Linked DNA regions of Mus musculus: region 1 is linked to region 2. Evidence: chromatin contacts called from public promoter capture Hi-C data. All regions are on one chromosome and are shown on one strand. The core of a region is the stretch at or near the end of the contact, and the rest is flanking DNA. Distances in the headings are between cores, read along the strand shown. Region 1 overlaps Sgk1 (serum/glucocorticoid regulated kinase 1). Region 2 has its middle 34 kb from the start of 1700020N01Rik.

Evidence for each region. Capture Hi-C pulls out chosen DNA fragments and counts their contacts.
Region 1: a promoter capture Hi-C map of adipose tissue shows a contact between it and region 2. The contact joins two enhancer-like sites. A contact is called at or near these places in 3 of 484 Hi-C or Micro-C datasets (adipose-derived mesenchymal stem cells and uterus), 4 of 115 datasets of contacts at active chromatin or transcription factors (astrocytes, fibro-adipogenic progenitors, pancreatic cancer cells and 1 more) and 2 of 9 other capture datasets (adipose tissue and liver).

Annotation. Positions count from the first base shown.
Region 1 is chr10:21,919,519-21,924,936 of GRCm38.p6, forward strand. All of the region lies in intron 1 of Sgk1 (serum/glucocorticoid regulated kinase 1), which reads left to right. Among named protein-coding and RNA genes, the nearest start is that of Gm46215, 40 kb to the left of the region's middle. Within about 2 kb of position 4,168, at least 126 of the 459 cell types and tissues checked have an H3K27ac peak or open chromatin away from gene starts, as enhancers often do. A contact at or near this core is called in adipose tissue, fibro-adipogenic progenitors and uterus, where this site is marked.
Region 2 is chr10:21,625,127-21,630,024 of GRCm38.p6, forward strand. No RefSeq gene overlaps it. Among named protein-coding and RNA genes, the nearest start is that of 1700020N01Rik, 34 kb to the left of the region's middle. Within about 2 kb of position 3,590, at least 53 of the 459 cell types and tissues checked have an H3K27ac peak or open chromatin away from gene starts, as enhancers often do. A contact at or near this core is called in adipose tissue, fibro-adipogenic progenitors and uterus, where this site is marked.

The DNA.
Region 1 (5,418 bases), core at 2,918-5,417, 290 kb after region 2:
GGCTGCAGGCATCTTTATTAAACAATAGTTTTAAATTAAGGAGCAAGGTTTGTACAATAAAAGCTGGCATATGTGAGAATTCACTCATCTTGAGACAACTAGGCCTTGGGATACAGAATTTAACATTACAATACATATAGCAACAGACCAAACCTCTACAACTTGGTATTCCAGACGACCACTGACATGGGTGTTTCTGTTCCTGTGACATCTGTTAGTGAGTCGTGACATCAATTCAGTCAACTACAGTCAACATTTTAGAAGAGGGACTTGAGTAGGGAATGCCAATGTATTTCATACTAAACACAAAGGAAAGAAATTACTTGACATGTTAGGCAGCGAAGGTTTCAGTGGCCGGATTGCCTATTGCGTTGGGTTGGATGGTAGGGTTCGAACAAGCAGAACGGACTCAAGCTACTGCGTCCATGTAGATTTAAGAAGCCAGAAGAAACCGAGTACTGAGAGCGAGATTGGTGCCTGGATGGGAAAGGGCAGAGACTTGAGAAACAATTGATAGCTTTGATGATCATCTTGCACTGCGTTCCGGTCCCATGGTTATCTAATAACCCGGCTCTCCTGCTACAGACACTTCAGAGGCACCTACTTGCCTCGTGACTCACTCTTCCTATCTCTCCTTAAAAAGCAGTGGGCAGGAGAGACAGACAGCTCGGCAGGTAAAGGCACTTGTGGCCAAGGCTGACAGCCTGAGTTCAGTACCCTAGGACCCACACAGTAGGAAACCACCAACTACCCCAACCTCGGTATAATCTGCCACAACAGTAATACATTCACACACAGCTGCAAAAATAAGTAAATGTAACATAAAAATTAAGAAAAATAAGTTTTGACTTTCCTTTCTTGGACTTGTCTTTCAAGCGTCCCATATACATCCTGCTTTTGCTGCCCCTGTCCTGGAAATACAGGTCCTGGAAATGGAATGCAAATTTCCTTCCTTTTTCCACCTTGGTTTTACTTAGCTGTAAATATTTACTTTAATCACCACTGCCTTTAAGAGGCCTTCTCTGACTTCTCCCAACTGCACTGAGATACCTACTATCATTTGTCCCATGATACCATATAAAACTCTCGAGGGATGAAGAGTTAGACCACTTTAAGCATAGTAGTAAGTATCAGCCACAGACCAAGACACGTTGTTCATCAGGGCTAAGTGCCAGGCTGACATGATCTCCTTGAACCCTGATACAGTCCCAAGAAGAGTTTCTTTGTCTTACAGAGGTGGGAGCTGAGTTCTGGGTGTGGCTTTGGGCTTTTCAGGCCAAGAGACTCTTCTGGAGTACATTTGTTAAATGTTTGCTGCATGAGGAAGCACAGGCTCCTCTCAGGCCCCTCTGAGATGCAGCCAGCATCCTCTTTAAAGGTCACACATGCTTCTTTCTGTCCTTGTCTCGTAACAGTGGCATGACAGTCATTAGCTTTTGTTGAAATGTCCCCCTCCTGTTAAAAAAGTTGCTGTTTGTTTTGTTGTGGGTTTTTGTTTCTGGGGCCCATGTATCCCAGGCTAGCCTGAACCTCCCTGTGAACCAATGACTGTGCTGGGTGGCCTGATCCTCTTGCTTTGGCCCCCTTAGTACTGGGAGGAGCAAGGATACCAAGTCGAGTTCTGTTGACCTCTTTAAATGCTACATGAGAAAGAGAAAGATGGCCCCAATTTAAAATGGTCAGACATGGGATTTTCATATTTACCCTGGTACAAAATTGATGTGCACTGGTATGCGAGAGTTTGAGGTAAGGAAATGAAGACTATTTTTCTATGAAACTTGGCAAAAACAAAACAAAACAAAACAAACACACAAAAAACAGGAAAAGTCATGGTGGTGGTGGGACAGGGACGCTGGAACAAGGCAGAGTTCGTGGGTGTAAAGGGGCTGGCTTTAGTTTGCAAGCTTTGAGAGGTATTGCAAAAACAACATGTTTAATATGTTTAGAATCAATAGCCTAGAGGAAGAAAGAGGTTAAAAATACTGGAAGAGGAATTTCTTGGAGGAGAGGAGAGGAAGTTCTCGAAGCTTGTGGATTACTGGGGGGAGCCGAGGTTGCTGCTCAGAGATTAGCCCAGCGCCTCTCTTCTTCTTCAATCTTATTTTCTAATCCCCCAAACAAACAGCACACTCTGACCCTTACAGATAGTCATCGCAGCGACTTCCTTTTCTCTCTCCTTTTCCTCCTCCACCTTCTCCCCCCTTCCTCTTCTTCATTTCCTCTGCTCAAGACAGGCTAATTCCAAAGAAAGGATCAGTCCTACAATTTTAAGAAATAATAAGAACTTTATCTTCATTTCAAAATCCTCATATTAACGAGTCCCTGAGCTCTGCCTGTCACCGATCAGTGGGTGGTATTTTAGTGGGGTCAGAAGGGGACTTTAAATTACTGAGTTCAAGGCTGAGACTTGTGTGGTGTGTAACACACACAACACACTGATTCTGGGGGTGGGGCTTCCTGTGAGTTCCAACATGGAGGATGGTACAGACATGTCTCCCTCCCTTTCCACTCTCTTCCTCCTGGGCCCTCACCAGCCATCCCCCAGACCAGGCCTGGAGAAATGCAAGGTTAGACCTTGGGAATCTAGAACAGGATGCATGGGAAGGGACTGGGAAATCCCAAAGGCACCGAAAGCTGGGGAATTCCAGAGGCCACTCAGTCTTCTCGGGGTGCCTCTTCAGGACAGGCTATATAAGGGACGAAACTAAATGTGTGTATATCGTACCTCAATAGGGGATCTTAGCAAAGCTTGTGGACATCCATAAACTAACATAATTATCATTTAAAACAACAGAGTGCTTGCTATTTGATTTGTAAGTCCATATTGCTTATGCCTTAAAAGAATCCAAGCAGTGAATCTTATCCTCACAGTCCACAGACATAGAAGAAATAGAAAAAGCAAATCGTGTGGTTTCATATACACAATAAAGATGTTCAGAGGGAAAAAAAAAGTTGTGTGATTGGCAGCTATAGCTGAGGTAAGGAGAATAAGTTCATGTTACTGCATTGTCAGAGTTTTGGAGACTGTGGAATAGCTCTCTGGGCACCAACGTGAGAGGCCATATATTCCCTGTAACCTGTCTGCCATCAGGTACCCAGTCTGCAAGTACTTGGTGGTGGGGGTGGGGGTGGCGGTGTGAGCAGGGTCTTCCTTTTATAATTGCTTGAATGTTTTCACTAGAAAACTGGTTTATATCAGGATTTAAAGGCTTTTTTAAAATGTATTTATTTTTAATTCTTTGCTTTGTTTTGTTGTTGGGGATTGAGGTATTGGATTGGGTTTGTTTTGTTTAATACAAGCTCTTGCTGGGTCGCCCAGGCTGCCCTGGCACTCAGCCAGGGCGTCCTTACACTCCTTCCAATCCTCCTGCCTTAACCTCTGAAGGGCTGGGCTCTCAGGCACTACCCAACTTGGGAGAATTGGAAGTTACAATGGCAGTATATAAGCAGTAGGTTTTCCATGATGAATGGTGCCTCTCTGAAATCACAGTTGCTCTATGTCTGGTTCCCATGGCTTTTGAGAAAGAGGCAACTCTCCCTCCCGAAATCCAGACAGGCTCTGCCGGCTGGGATCACACAGAAGTGCCGACTAGCTATCAATTTTCCGCATCAGTTGATAATATCATTATCAACTAAGCCATCTTATATGAAGAGTAATATCTGTTTACTATTACATAATAGGAAAAAGAACCACAAGTGGAAAATCCCTAAAAGCTGGCCAATCTCCTTAATCGTATCTGGCAGCTCTCCGAGGGGACTGTGGTTTCTGGATAGCTTTTTTTTTTTCTCCCTTCAAATAAATTAATAAAAACCAAGGCAGACTAGATTTAGCAAAGAATTACACTTAGTGTTTTACCTAGGTACTGCCCAGAAATCTAGCTATGGTCTTAAGCTTTGACTCCAGGCTCCCAAGATAGCTGCTTCCGAACTCCGGTTTAATTTGGAACTAGACCCCTCCAGGCTCCCGTCTACGGAACTCTTGCTTTGTTTTAGACGGACATATCCTCCAGTCTGCGTTTGTTTACAATGCTCTTCACAACCATGGCGCAGCCATGAAGAAAAACGAGGCCCAGGTGGCCACACAACCAGGGCTGCTTCTGTATCCGGCCATTCACATCTCGAAGAGTCTTGCAGCTGTCTCCAGCTCAGAGCCATTGTGGCTGGTCTCTGAGGATTCCCAAAGCCACTCACAACCCTCCCTCCACCCAAGCAATTCAGCTCCCGCTGCCCCCAGGAGCGCAAGGGGCGGGCTGTAGCTTGAATTCCCTAGGGGCCTGATGGAGAAGCTCTCAGCTCAGCAGTTTTAAAGGGCACCTTGCCCAGGCTGCAGGGCTGGAGAGGGAGTCTATGACTGTATTCACATCTCACACCCCAGCCACTCTCCAGGGATTTCTGAGGCTAAAGTAAATACCATAAACTCTGTCCTTAATTAAGGCCCCATAGCTACGAAGCTAGCGAAAATCGAAAATCGTCAGCAAGGAACAGGAGAGAACATACTGAAGTCAGAGTGAAGACTAAACCAAGAAAAAGCATGCAGCCGTTTCCATTCCTGCTAGAAAATGTCGCTTTTGTGATGTTTTTCTCTAATACCCCTGAACAAATAGATTACTTCCTTCCCTAGCTACACTCTCTGCAGAGAGGCGACCATATTCTCATTAAGGTCTGGAATGGGTTGATTTGTCAAAAGTCTTGGCGTCCGAGACCCATCCTCACTGTGCCCACAGCAGACTGATTTAAAACAGCAGACACGTCTGCTCTTGGCACATGCGCAAATCGTAGATTTCTCTTAGCTTCAGAGAAAGATGCGCAATGGATTCAAAGAATCAACACTGGGCAGATAGAGGACATACAATTCCCAAATAAATCCGTAACAGCCATCGAGGACACACACTTTCCAAATAAATCCGCAACAGCCATTGTTTTCTTTTGCTTTTCTGGCAGCTGTGGTTGGCTCTCCATCTCAAGCTTCCGTGTTCGCTGCCTGGCTTTCCCCACCCTCCACCCTCCCAAAATGCAGACCTGGGGACTCGCCCACTCATGTGACACCTTGTAGCCACAGTTCCACCTTTACTGCCCAGCACTGGCCTCAGGTTGGTGGAAACAGGGGCCTTCAACCCTGGAAGAACCCTGCTTCATGTCCTGTCTTATATATTAACACCTCAAATTATAATTCAGTGTCTCTTGTGAGACTATGCCGGGGCCTAGCAAACACAGATGTGGATGCTCATAGTCAGCTAATGGATGGATCATAGGGCTCCCAATGGAGGAGCTAGAGAAAGTACCCAAGGAGCTAAAGGGATCTGCAAACTTATAGGTGGAACAACATTATGAACTAACCAGTACCCCGGAGCTCTTGTCTCTAGCTGCATATGTATCAAAAGATGGCCTAGTAGCCCATCACTGGAAAAATAGGCCCAT
Region 2 (4,898 bases), core at 2,340-4,839:
ATATATATGCAGCTAGAGTCAAGAGCTCCGGGGTACTGGTTAGCTCATAATGTTGTTCCACCTATAGGGTTGCAGATCCCTTTAGCTCCTTGGCTACTTTCTCTAGCTCCTCCATTGGGAGCCCTATGATCCATCCATTAGCTGACTGTGAGCATCCACTTCTGTGTTTGCTGGGCCCCGACATAGTCTCACAAGAGACAGCTACATCTGCGTCCTTTCAATAAAATCTTGCTAGTGTATGCAATGGTGTCAGCGTTTGGATGCTGATTATGGGGTGGATCCCTGGCTATGGCAGTCTCTACATGGTCCATCCTTTCATCTCAGCTCCAAACTCCGTCTCTGTAACTCCTTCCATGGGTGTTTTGTTCCCAAATCTAAGGAGGGGCATAGTGTCCACACTTCAGTCTTCATTCTCCTTGAGTTTCATGTGTTTAGCAAATTATATCTTATATCTTGGGTATCCTAGGTTTGGGGCTAATATCCACTTATCAGTGAATACATATTGTGTGAGTTTCTTTGTGAATGTGTTACCTCACTCAGGATGATGCCCTCCAGGTCCATCCATTTGGCTAGGAATTTCATAAATTCATTCTTTTAAATAGCTGAGTAGTACTCCATTGTGTAGATGTACCACATTTTCTGTATCCATTCCTCTGTTGAGGGGCATCTAGGTTCTTTCCAGCTTCTGGCTATTATAAATAAGGCTGCTATGAACATAGTGGAGCATGTTGGACCATGCTATTTAGTGGTTGACAAGCTCCAGCTTTTTTGCTTATGAGATAATGTACTAAAAATACTACTGGCGTTTACTACCCAGTGATTATCTGCAAACTGCTTAGAATAGCTCTGTTCAAACTTCCTGTATTGTTATCCCTTGAGTGTTGGCTTGAGAATTAGATGAGATGCAGTGAGATTAGTAAGAAAGCCCCCCATGCCCCCTTTCCTCCCAGAAGCCAACTAGAAGCATATGGGAAGAACGGGCCAATTTCTTGCTGATTGGAAGCCTCCCATCTACTTTCAAAGGTGCCCAGATTCAAGTACCCACTATGTGTTGCCGCTGTGCCCTAAAAGCAAAGTGGATTTCCACTTGGAAATCATGCTTTACCCTAGACAAGTTGATATTCATGGAATGAAATGGTGTGACAGCTTTGTTTTAATACAAGACTGCTTCATCATTAAGATCTGGATTCAAGATGAAAAGGATTATAGCTCTGTGATCAAGAAAATAATATGCCTTGCACCAGTAATAGAGTGTGTCCACTTTGGCATGGTAATTTGAGTTCCAAACTTAGTAGACAAGGATACATTTCAGTGCATTACCAAATGAGAGCATACAGCATCTGTACACAGCCTGAACAACAAGGTGAAGCTAGGATGGGATGTGGTGGCCCTGAGAAAAAACTTCTACACTTCGAATCAGTTACGTGTCAAAGAAACAGTTTCTCCAGTCCAAAAGCAGCGGCACCTACTCGGTAGAGTTTGAGTTTGCTCTGACAGGGTTCCGATTTCTTTGTGTGCTGTGTTTTCTATGTAACTTGCTGAATAGCCAGTGGTGAATCTGTATGCTGGTCTAAACATCTCACAGAGGCATCTACCAAGAGCTTGAGCTAAACAACTCAGAAGTTCCAAGGGCTAAGAACAAAAGGCGCACAGAAGGTCTGTCGGGAAGTGAGTGCTGTGTGGTTGGAGCAGCTTCTCACTCAGCATTGAGAGTCTCAGACAAAGCCTCACGGTAATGCTGCAAGATGAATTACAGTCAGAAGCCCTTGAACTTTCCAAACAGATTTACCTACATGTAAGGGCTAGTGGCATGGTGAGAATCTGAGTAAGACAGAAATGGTCCCTCTCACTCGACAATCTCATAACTGCCTTAGTAATGGACCAGACCTTCTGTCTTCCCACTTAATGTCCACAGAATAAGCCCTACATTCTGCTACCTGCCCATTGCATATACAAATGTGTGCTTGCTGTCTGTATAAAATGGGACTTCAGAGAAAATGGACCAGGGTGAAATCCTGCCCCAGCCTCCCAATCAAGGTATATTTTCTGGGTCAGGTGGCTCTTGTTCATCCAGCCACATAAGTCTCATTTATCCTTGACTTGTCTGACCTCCTAAGCCTTGCCCTTACCAATCCCCTGCCTTGAACCCGGGAGTCCAGAGAAGGGAGTCAGACTCTATACTAGGAGTCTGAGGTTCTCTTGCAGCACAGCCCTGCCTGGCACAGCTTGGCAGAAAGGGCAGTGTCTGTATCCACCTTAGAGGATCTCATACAAGGTCTCCATCTTTAACTGGCATTTGCATCTCTCTGTTTTTAATCGATAAGTAGACCCCAACTCTGTTTCTCTCTTTTATTTTTTTAATATTTGCCCACATAGTTAATAATGAGCCACTTTTTGGGCCATGCTGTTAGCCAGGGTTTGTAATGGAAGTTGGCAAGGTAAACGCAGCGCCTTGGAAACTACTGGACTGATTTTTTTTCCCTGAAAAGTTAAATAGAAAAGACTCTTTCCCCCATTGGTAATTTTCATTTATAGCTTGATTTACTAGGTTAGCTCAGAGTTTGAAGTAGACTATAAAGCACATGGGTTCTTTACTACCCAGATTGATTTCCTATGAAGAACGAGAAAATGTGGCATCACAAGGTCAACTATGCTGCAAGAAATAAATGATGTGTTGTCTGATTTTGAGTTATTTAAACATAGAAAAATGCTGCATGAAGTTTTAAGAAGTAACCTCCAAAGAGAAAAAATATGACAGGAACAAAAATATTCAGAAGGAAGGAAAAGCATGGGCTTTTTGTAACTTTAAATTGTTTAAAGATAGGCTGGAGTCCATGACATAAGGAGTCCTATTGAAAAGTAAACCAGCCTGATTAAAGGCAAAAACAAACAAACAAACAAACAAAACCCTTTCTCCTGTTCAGCTATCAAAAGCTCTATGTAGTTGGTCCCCAGTATGATTTAGGTATGTTCTCTGTCCCCCAGAGAGCCATGTGCTGTAATAGAAGCTTGGGCTCCATTGTAATAGTCTGCCTCTTTAAGGGGTAGGCTTAGTGGAAGGTGGTTAGGTCATAGCAGCAGCACCTTTGAAGGGCATTAAGGTAGTTCTTTTGGGGATGAGTTGCACATAATGAGACCATCCCATGTACTTGATCTCTTATGCCCACAGACATTTTCATTTTTTACTTCTCCACAATACTGTGACACAGTTGGGGATGTTACCTACAAATATCGTTGTTCTATTTGGACATTGTGACCCCAAAATTGAGTCAAATCTCTTTTCTTCACATAATTCCTGTGATAAAGTAATCTGTGGTAGCAACACAAAATGAACACCCACTTGCCTCTTAACGTTTCACAAGGTCAACAAGTCAGAGTGCCCGATCGAAGCAAAGTCACAGGTGAAGATTTGTCCCTGTGGCTCACAGTTACCAGCATGAGTCAGAGGAAACCCGAGGGCACCGTATGCATATTCCAGCTTTCTGGAGCCTTCCATTCCCTGTTTGGGTGGGCCATGAGCTTTCTGTGTTGACTCTAATACGGAGAGAAAGAGACTGCCTGTGTTGCTAAGCTGAGGCTGACCTCACAGCTGTTTCCTCATGGGGCTGGCTCGGCCAGGCTCCAGCCTCTGATTGCTTGTTTGCATGGGTCGGTCCAGAATGTCCTTTTTGGCAAGAACATTACTCATGTTTTCCATCCTCTGACATAAATTCTGCCAGTGTAGTGACCATTTTTATAAGTTGGTACTGAACACTCCTCTACATTTTGGTCCAATCCCTCTAGTGTCCAGTACCTTTTATTACAGAACCATTTATATGTTTGTTTGTTTGCTTGCTTGCTTGTTTTTCAGTTTAACAATCCACTTTCTTTCCTGTCTCTTATGTGTACCAAGATCAGAACTGAAGCTAGGTTTTTGCAATGACCTTAAGAAGAAAAGCAAATTTCCTTTTAATAATCTATGCCTTGCAGGAGAGAGAGGGGGAGAGGAGAAGAGGAAGAGGGTTAGGTGTATCCAGCGTTTTTCTCCTTAGAGGAGTTGACAGGCATTAGATACGCTCTTGGCTTGAGGACATCAAACAAGATATGCATTCTCTCCATCTTCCAAGAAACTGTAACCGGATGACTTATGGTCGGTCCATCATCGCCTCCTTCCTTCATCCATTTTGGTTATCTTTTTTTGCAACCCTGTCCATGAGAACATTTCATTTTTCAATCATGTGGTACATAAAGTTAACCACAGTTATCGTCTCTTCGTGAGTAAATGAAAGGCATTTTGAATGCCTGGAGCCAAACAAGTTTGATTTCACAGTGAGGCATCTTAAAAAGCAGAAAGGAAAGATGAGGTCCGGTTACTGCAGAGCTGTGCAGCTCTGCGTTGCAATCCCCAAAACTGCTGAGCATGGACTCTGTGCACCCCTGGCAGGAGACTCAGGTCAGGAGTTCAGAATGTCTTCCCAAGGAATAAATATACTCTAGACATCATCTGAGCATTCAGTTGGGTGACACAGGATGAGCCACAGGGAGCTCAGTCCCTTGTGGTAGACATGGTTAACTGAAGCATTGGCTTTTAGAGAATTCAATTCAATTATAGCGTAGCAGCTTATTTCACTGTTACCCATCCTTTCAAAATGAAAAGTTGACGATAGGAAATGACCTGAGAATGTTTGTGATGAAATGTGAATATAGAAATCAGAATGGCTAGTTTCTTCAGCACTGTAACTAGCCAGGCAGAAGGAACAAGGGATACAGGGAGAGAAATAAGAGGGAAGATGGGCAGGTTTTTTTTTTCCCATCTGTCTATGCTACTTGTTATAATGTTTGCACATTATTTTTTTAAGTACAGTACAGACTTGATGAGTTTTGCTGTTAAGTGGTCTGTTTGTTATAATTATGCTAAC